Regions from separate parts of the Zea mays genome. Here regions 1 and 2 are each linked to region 3. Evidence: chromatin contacts called from public Hi-C data. All regions are on one chromosome and are shown on one strand. Each heading gives the region's core, a stretch centred on a gene start, on an enhancer-like site or on the middle of the called end of the contact. The rest is flanking DNA. Distances are from core to core; before and after follow the strand shown. Region 1 holds the start of LOC103642551 (type II inositol polyphosphate 5-phosphatase 15). Region 2 holds the start of LOC100193765. Region 3 holds the start of LOC100283575.

The links. Hi-C and Micro-C count contacts between places; a contact is called where the count stands out from the background.
Region 1: a contact with region 3 is called in a Hi-C map of ear, with 3 times the contacts expected there. The contact joins the promoter of LOC103642551 here to the promoter of LOC100283575 in region 3. A contact is called at or near these places in 9 of 25 Hi-C or Micro-C datasets (bundle sheath, ear, endosperm and 2 more) and 2 of 3 datasets of contacts at active chromatin or transcription factors (leaf and seedling).
Region 2: a Hi-C map of endosperm shows a contact between it and region 3, with 2.2 times the contacts expected there. The contact joins the promoter of LOC100193765 here to the promoter of LOC100283575 in region 3. A contact is called at or near these places in 4 of 25 Hi-C or Micro-C datasets (bundle sheath, ear, endosperm and 1 more).

Annotation. Positions count from the first base shown.
Region 1 is chr1:196,097,060-196,099,897 of Zm-B73-REFERENCE-NAM-5.0, reverse strand. LOC103642551 (type II inositol polyphosphate 5-phosphatase 15) reads right to left here and starts at 1,461. Exons shown (of 11, transcript XM_035964208.1): 1 at 261-1,461. The coding sequence starts at 1,095. It also overlaps the pseudogene LOC118473123.
Region 2 is chr1:196,318,916-196,321,930 of Zm-B73-REFERENCE-NAM-5.0, reverse strand. It overlaps LOC100193765, which reads right to left and starts at 1,719. Exons shown (of 8, transcript NM_001138851.1): 1 at 1,149-1,719; 2 at 759-1,025; 3 at 582-647; 4 at 413-481; 5 at 205-276; 6 at 1-75. The coding sequence starts at 1,511. It overlaps LOC103642587 (a long non-coding RNA gene), which reads left to right and starts at 2,222. Exons shown (of 2, transcript XR_004855432.1): 1 at 2,222-3,015.
Region 3 is chr1:195,820,049-195,823,084 of Zm-B73-REFERENCE-NAM-5.0, reverse strand. LOC100283575 reads left to right here and starts at 1,704. Exons shown (of 2, transcript NM_001371949.1): 1 at 1,704-2,271; 2 at 2,684-3,036. The coding sequence starts at 1,895.

The DNA of each region.
Region 1 (2,838 bases), core at 212-2,711, 280 kb before region 3:
CATAAAATACTCAACGTATATAGCTAAGATTTAACGGCGGCATGATAATATTCTAATTTATGATTCGAAATTTTTGCCATCAACGAGTCAATAACTATACTGACTACTCAGGTCCCAGAACTTTATTGCTGAGCTACCACATTTCAGTCACGTGAAATCAGCCAGCAAAACCGAGCACACTTTCTTGGCACCGAAAAAGTGACATTGCCAGAAGCAGTCCAGTCAGCAGAGCGCAAGATAACGAGATGATCGATTGTTACCGTACGGCGTGACGACGATGGCGAGCACCGGCGTGCGGCTGAACGCCTGCCACGCGAAGGCCTCCTTGAACATGGCCGCGCTGCCGGTGGGGTCTCCTCCGGCGGGCGCGGCGTGGTCCACGCGCCACGCCCTGATCCTGCCCTCCCTGTGTCCCGTCCACACCAGCCCGTTGGCGCTGTCGACCGCGGCGCAGAGCGCGGGCGGGACCGGCACGGAGTCCCTGAAGGGCGCGGCCTCCTCGTCGCCGCGGCGCCGCGGCCCGGCGCCTGGCCACCACCCGCGGAACACCTCGTCGAGGCACCACACCCGGACCCCGGACTCGGCGCCGGCCCACAGCTTCCGCCGCCGCGGGTCGCACACCAGCGTCCGCAGGAAGGCGCCCACCTGCGTCTCCCGCAGCGGGTGGGGACGCACCTCGAGCGGCGGCGGGCGGGCCGGGTGCACCGCCGCGCGGAGCGGCACGCGGAAGATGCCCTCGCCCCCGCCGGCGCCGACGAACTCCGGCAGCGCGTCGCCCGCGCCGTCGTACTGCGACATGGCCCGCTCCAGTGCCGCTGCCACCGCCGAAGGCGGCGTCGGGCCGCCGTCGACCCAGGCGGCGAAGGACGCAGCAGGGGCGAGCGCCGCCTCGCCGTGGCCGTGCCCGTGCCCGTGGCGCTGCGGGAACGACGCGCAGCGCTGCGCCGAGGCGGAGGCGACAGGGCCGTCACCGTAGCTGAGCACGCGCTGCGCGGCGCAGAAGGTGCGTGCGGGCGCGGAGGCAGGCTCCGTGACGCGCGGCAGGTGCAAGTCGGCGGCTTTCCGCTGCGCCGCGGACTCGTCGTCCGGGTCCATGTCCCCGCGATCCGGCTTTGCGATTTTGGAAGCGATGAGAAGGCGGCGAAGGAGGTGGGACTGCAGGAGGATCGGGAGGCGAGCGCTGGAGAGGTGAGAGAAGGTCGGGCGGGGCCGGAACGGAGGCACACCCGTTGCGGGAGCGGAAGGGGCAGGGGAGGGGCCGTGCAGGGAAGGCAACCATGAGAGCGTGGACTGTGGCGTGTGGGTTTATATGGGTGGATGCCTCGTGGACCGGGACCACGGCAGAGGCAGGCCAGGCAAATCAAGGTCCGCGGCCGCCGGCTGGCTCTGCCGTGACAACCAATGTAATCAGAGTTATTAAAACCTGAAGCCGTTTGGAGCTCTCCCCGCGTTTCGCGGTTGCAGTTTTGCATAAAGATCCTCTGTCTTTTCGCGATTTAGCTTGTGCTCCTCCCTCGACTTGGTCTCCGGAATCCAGGTGCAAATCCCTCCCTCCCTCCCAGCCCCCCTCCCCACCTCCCTCTCCACGCGGCGGCTGTCGTCGAAGCCGCCGGGGCCGTCCCTCCCTCCCTCCCAGCCCCCCTCCCCACCTCCCTCTCCGCGCGGCGGCTGCCGTCGAAGCCGCTGGGGCCGTCCACCACCAAACCCTACCCGCTCTTCGCCAACCCTCGCCTCCTGCGTCGCCGCCTAGCGCTCTCCGGCGTTGGCGCCGACCCCAGCCGCCGCGGGTGAGGGCCCCTCCGCCTCCTCCACCGAGGACCCGGTCCTCGTCCGCGTCGCCGCAGCCGCCGCCGAGTCCAAGCTCGTCTCCTACGGGGATGCGACCGCCGAGTCCAAGCTCGTCTCCTACACGTACGAACCTTATCCTGTGACCTGTCACACGCGCCCTTCCCATTCCCGTGGTCTCATTGCTTCGACCGCGTTCGTTCGCAGGAAGCTGGGTCCTCTGGCCAGCGGGGACGTGTTCTGCCTTCTGCTGTTCTCTGCGATTGGAAGGTTCAGCCATGGCCTGCCCGTCCTCGACGCCGAGACGTTCAAGACGGCCGACCCCTTCATTGCTGGTTAGGGAATCGGAAATAGAGCCTTTTTAGGGTTGTTGCTCATCTGACGCGCGAATAGATGGTTTGCTCATGGATTTGGGTCTTCTACAGGGTGGTTGCTGAGCGCCTATCTTCTTGGCGGATTTGGCGATGATGCCAAAGGGCGCAATGGCGTCGGAAGCGTGATTATCACCGTAGCTAAATCATGGGCTGTTGGGATACCGGTAACTTTCAATTCTTTAATTCTACTGTTTCAAGAATGAGCCAGGTTGAAATGTTATCTTGGTTCTTGTTGTTTTTTTACCCAAGGTCAATAACGTTTTTGTAAGCTTATGCCTTCTGATTTTTAACCCATCTAACACCATCTTCTGTTTTTTTGCCGACCGTGCTTGCACACAACACCATCTTCTATTATCCATCATTGTTGTCTATTGCTTGCATGAGTGCATCTGCCTTCCCCTTGTACAATATATAACTTTTTTTATCAAATACATCACAAACTGCATTTATTTCTGTGTCTCATCTATTCATGCAATTATTTGTTCTATGTATTTGTCACGTCCCGTGGCCGCCGTCGACGAGGAACGGGGCGTGAGACTCCGACAAACTCGCACGTTCTCTTGTCAATTTTATTCATCACACCAACAGGAGCTTCATTGCCCCCTAACACTTTCTCCTGTTGAGGACGATTGCTGCAAATTTGGCGGTCTGGATGTCTGAAAATGACCATAAACAGACG
Region 2 (3,015 bases), core at 470-2,969, 500 kb before region 3:
GCCGAACGGGAACCCCGGGCTGCAGCTCTCCAGCGAGAAGACCGAGCTCGCCGAAGCGCCGCAGGCCTGGAACATCTGGGTTTTGGTTGCCAGAGGCAGCGCCATGTGTGAGTACAAGTACATACAGGCGCACAGCTAGATGCTCGTTTGGAGGACTGGTCCATCACAGGAGGACATGATCACAAGGGGAAATCTTACGCTTACATCTTTTTGTAGGAGCGTGGGCAGGTTGCTCAGGTCCAGTGGGTTGACGGTTGCGAGCTTCATGGAGAGGAACTGGGGCCGGCAAAACAAACCAAGAAACAAACAAACAGTGAAATCAGTAAGAATTTCGAACGGTGAAGGTGAATGAACCCCATGCCGTTTGCAGCGGATGGTTTGAAGGGGGGGTGTAACGGGCTGTGCTGCTTACCTCGACCTGCCGTTGCAGCGACTGCACGTAGTTTATGATCTCGTCGAGCATCAGCGCCTTGCCGATCACCTGAACAAGCAGCATTTTGGGAAATAAAAAAGAGATGAGTTCCTGGTCTCCCCTCTCCCCTGTTCGTCGTTCAGGAACCGAACCAGCGATGGTTACCTACCTTGTTGCATCCTGGCACCAGGTCCTGAAGGACCTTCATCCTCTGGCTGATCCTCTCCCTTCTCACCTGTTACAATACACGAGACGGTTCAGCGAGACACCGAGATGGAGTTTGACTGGCTGGGTGGGTGGGAGGAGCAGCAGAGCACGTCAGCGAGTGCGATCAGAGCTACCGTACCCTCTCTGCGAGGCTGTGGCTGTCGGTAGCCTGCCCTCTCCTGGCCCGGACATGGACGTAGTCCCTGGGAGGCTCCACCGGCTTGGCATTCTTTCCCTTCACCGGCGGCGGCGGCTTCTGGTTCTGCGCGCCGCCGTCCTCGACGGAGCTGTCGCTGCCGGCCTGCTCCGGCTTGGGCAGCTTCACGGGGCTCCCCTCCTCCCCCTCGCCTCCCTCCGCCTTGCAGCACCTCTTGGCGTCCGGACCCTTCGGCTCCCCTGCCTGTGCCTGGACGGACACGGCACGAGGACGATGTCGGTGGCGCCGCCAAACGCGGGAACGGAGGCGAGGTCCGCGGCAAAAGCAATTCGAGCAGCGGAGTATAGAGACAGAAACAGACACGACACGCACCTGCGCAGATGGCTCCCTGCCTTTGCCCTTGGCCGCCGCCGCCGCGGGCGCCTTCCGCTTCTTGGCATTGGCGTCCTTCATCGCCGACGCCGGGTCCGACACCGACGACGCCTCCCGGGACCCGGCGAACTCGCCGCCGCCGCTCGCGGCGGGCAGCGGCGGGGGCAGCCCGAAGAGGCCCGCGGTGACGGCGAAGCGCTGCCCGCTGAAGCTGGACAGCCGCGCCGCGCGAGCCGCGAACCCCGGGTCGCCGCAGAACCTGTCCAGGCAGTCCTCCTCCTCCTCCCCGCCGAAGTCGAGCCTCGGCGACGAGCTTAGCAGGCTGGCAATGTAGTCGCCGGCGCCGGGTCTGCCCTCTTTCATCGTGGCCGCAACAGAGTGACCGGAGCCGAGGGCCGAGCGGATTTCCTGCGGTTGTTTCTCGGTGGTGGTGGATTTGGGGAAAGGCGCCTCCTTTAGGTGGCGAATCGGGAGCAGAGGGGGAGATTTTATAGCGGGTGCGGTGGGCGTGGATGGATGCTTGCGGGATTGGGCTATGGGCTGGAGGTCAAAGGCGTGGTGGTGAACTCTGAACTGGCGATGCTCCGCTGCAGCTGGAAGTGGAAGCCTTCTTTTGGTTTGGGAGAGAGAGAGAGACTTGGGTTGGGGGAGGAGGCTGCCTTTTTCTGGCTGCGCCATTGGCCACTGCGGTGCCCCTTTTAAGCCCCCTCCTCCCGCCGGCACCCTAACGGGTTCAGTACTTCCTCCGATAACGTAATTTCATTTATTTTATTTTATTTTATTTTTTACGTGCCTAACTTTTTTAGTTGTGACTATCAATATACGGGGAAAAAACATGTAGACGTAATCTCTACTATACTTAAAGCACCAGTTTCAACGGTCGTCGTGCGTCATTTATTTACGAAAACCCCCTCAGATTTTTTTTCAATTAACCCGCACTCACGTTCGCGTCCGCCGACCCTCGCACACACCGCCTCCCGCACGCATCGCAACCTCCACGCAACAAACGCCCCGCCCACTCCGCGTCTCCTCTATCTCCCAACTCCTAAGCCGTCGCATCCCTAGAGCTCCGCGTCCCAAGCCTCGCATGCGCGCCATTCGAGGTAACCAACCCCTTCTCTTCCGTTGTGCTGCAGGTGGAGTACGTGGCGCAGGAAGAGGCGGAGGAGAAGAAGGAAGCGCTCAACCCAAACTCGTGGTCGTCCACCAGCAAGTGCCACCACGTCTGAATCTCCGATTGCCCGCCGCCTTCGCCACGTGATCTCCGATTGCCCGCGCCGTGCTCGACGCCTCCATCCTTGCTCTGTCGTGGGTGGTCGCACCCTGCTCGGCGCGCACGCGGGGTGGCCTTCACCCCACCTTCCTCCGATTTGCACCAGCCGTGGCACTGCCACTGCACCAGCTCCGTTGTTGCCGTACACCATCGACGACGGCGTGGTATCTGCAGTGACCTCCAAGCCCGACCTCCCAAGGTAATGACGGTGTCTCTCCCCACCTGTACCTTGTACGCGCAATGATTGGGTTGGTGGGATGTAATTGTTTTTGTGGAAGGTGGGATTGGATGCCTTTGTTAAATCTATATCTAGAAACTGACCATCGTAATCATTGTGGAGTTGGCATGAATAAGCAAGATGCGAGCATGAAGAACTAAAAGAGGCAGTAGCTAAGATACTATGGCATATGACAAGGAACTATGCTGGTTGCATCTCCCAATGGTTGAACCATGAAGAACAGGTATAGAAATCAGAATCACAACCACAGCTGCTAATTCTATGTGCCAAGTGAACTAAAAAGCAGCTAGCACTCTAAACTCTAACCCATGTAAGAAGACCAATCAGGCTAGGTAGCATTAAAGAAAAATGGGAGA
Region 3 (3,036 bases), core at 455-2,954:
CAGATCCCCTTAGGATTAGTATAACCGAACATGCCCTAGAGGGGATTTAAGGTGGAAATGAACTAATATAATTTTCTCTTCAATCCATAAGGAGATTTGAGTTTCCAAACTAGCTATTAGAGTAGCGAACTCTGCACCGACCGGTTTAATTTAACTCGTTGCATGATTGTCTAAATGACTTTGTTCGTTGTCAACGAGGGATGGGACACGATCAACTGATCCTGGGCTGATCCAGTCTCTTATTTTTTGAAGGATGATACCATTCAATATTTTTTAAAAATATTTTTTGACCTTAACTCTAGACATCTAAACCAAATGTAGGTCAAGTTAGAATGATTCTATCCTATCTCTCTTCATTATTACTTGTCCCTCCATCCAAACACTAACTAGTACATCATGTATATTATAATTTATTTGCAAATGCATTTGGGATAAAGACGTGCGTCTGTGATGGGCTAAAATCATGTTGTGCCACGGGCTGCCTGGTAGATCTGACCCGTCCATGTCGGTCTCGCCTAGTTGCTTTTCTCAAGTATTCTCCGTACACATAGTTAGTGTGATTATTACTACGAATACTAGTAGGTCCGCAGCCAAAGCATGCTTTGGACATGACGATTTGTTAAGCTAGCTGCCTAGCTAGATAGCTAGTGGCAAAGTCCACTCTGCAGGTCTGTCGGTCCTAGTCGGCCGGCCGGAAAGGAAAGGAAAAAGAAAAGAAAAGCGTCAGACGGTTGTTTCGTCGCTGCTGCTTCGTTAATTTCTGGGTCATTATATTGCCAGTACGGAATGACTTAGCAAATCTCCATTAGTTGTTAAGGCATTCACAATTTTTTTTGTTTGTGTTAATTTGGGAATCTCATTTTTCTAAGGGATTTTCATTTTAACAAAAAAATTAGTTTTATTTTTTTTGGAAAAATTGAAATCCCTTGAAAAATACGGTGTTCCCAAACTAACCCTTAAATTTGATTTTATCCCGCGCGCTAGACTAGGTCGGGGCTGCCAAAATCAGCGGCTACTAAATAAATACAGTCAGTTCGGGTTTGCGGCGGCAGATCTTGTAATCATCCGTTCAGTGTGTCTGGATCATGTAGGAACAACAAACATTAATCAATATTTTACTTTCGTACTGCTGCGGATATATAGGAAAATCAGCCAGGGCTTTTTATTATCCATGCATGAAGTGAAAACGCCGCCGTCACCGTCCTGGCGGGCAAAACCTCGCGGGGAGCGCCTCTCTCTCTCTCTCACTTCGTCCGTCCGTCTCGCCCCAAAGTAGCCAGACCTAGCAGAATCCTGAAAGCGATCGCTCCAGCGCGCGCGTGCCGCCGCCGCCTGTTCCTCATCCTCCTCCGCGGAACAGACGAGGACCGGACCAGCCACGCCACGCCACGAGCGTATACTGTACGTACATCGTTTGCCGAGCATGTGGCACAGGCACCGTACTACTATACGTATATATAGGAAGGAAAATACAGGCCGGCCTGCTGCCGCTGCTGGTTTTCCTTTTCCCTCCTTCCTGGGCCGAGCCCACAGAGCGGGACGCGGGGGGCTAGCGGGCCCACGCGGCAGCGACCGACAGGGACCGGCCACCTCGTCCACCCCACCAGATGCACTGCACCTCTCTCTCTCTCTCCCTCCCGTCGACTATACAATTCCAACTGCGGGGCAGGGGTCCAGCTCCTTATCCTGTCTCCCTCCCACCTTTCCCTTCCTCGCCGCTCTCGCTTGCCCGCGCACCGAGATTTCCTGCCTGCTCGTGCTCGCTCCGCTGCTCTCCTCGACTCCTCCTGCGTGCCTGCCGACCGGTCCGAGGCACGCCGCGGCGGAGGCTCTGCGTCTGCCGGCCGGGTCGTCGGATTCGTCCTTAGGTTGGTTGGTTGGTTGGGTCGCGGGCATGTCCACGGCGGTGGCGCGGCCGGCGCACGGCGGATTCCGGCGGTCGGGGAGCGGCAAGCCGGATCCGGACGAGGCGGACAGGATGATGCGGAGCGCCAACGGGTACTTGGTCCAAGAAGAGGAGGAGGAAGAGCATGGCGATGAGGCGGCGGCGAGGAGAGAGGATGAGGACGAGGAAGACGAGGAGGCGGAGGCGGTGTCGGAGGCCTCGTCGATCGGGGCGGCGTCGTCCGACAGCTCCTCCTCCATCGGGGAGAACTCCGCGTCCGACAAGGAGGAAGAGGAGGAGGAGGATGAGGTTGAGAGTAAGGCGCAGGGGCTTGGCATGATGGGGCTGGCCACGCTCGAATCCTTGGATGATGCCCTGCCCTCCAAGTAAGCTGCTAATCCCCCCTGCTTCTTCTTCTCCTGTGGTTTTGTTGCTTCTATTTCAGTAGAAATTGCTCATGCAAAACCACTGCTGGAGATGACATGTTCTTTGGATAAAAAATCCGATTTTTTTTTGCTGCAAAAAAATGATCTTCTTTATGTCGAGATTATAGAACACTGCTGGTTTAGATCCCATCCCACTAGAGTACTCTAGCCAATAATGAACTCCAAGAGTTGCTCAGAAGAGAACACCGTTCTTTTTCCCCATCCGAGGTACTAGTAGTACCAGCAGAGGAGAGAAATTGTGCCGCCCACGGCACCACCGAATCCAACGCCCATGTTCATGTGGTCAAAAGTTTGCATGCGTGCCGTTTCCTGTTCATCATTGCATAGTGACAGAGAATCTCTTCCACCGCAGGCGGGGCCTGTCCAGCTTCTACGCGGGCAAGTCCAAGTCGTTCACGAGCCTGGCGGAGGCCGCGGCGGCGGCGGCCGCCAGGGAGATCGCCAAGCCGGAGAACCCGTTCAACAAGCGGCGGCGCGTGCTGCAGGCGTGGTCGCGGCGGCGGGCGTCGTGCAGCGCGCTGGCCGCCGCGTACCTGCCGCCGCTGCTGGCCCCGGACCACGCCGTGGTGGAGGAGGACGACGAGGAGGGCGCGGACGACGAGGAGGAGGACGAGGAGGATGAGGAGCATGGTGACGGCGGCGGGCTCAGGGGCAGGAGGAGGCCGCCCACGTTCCCGTCCCCGCGGCTGAGCGTGCACGTCGCCG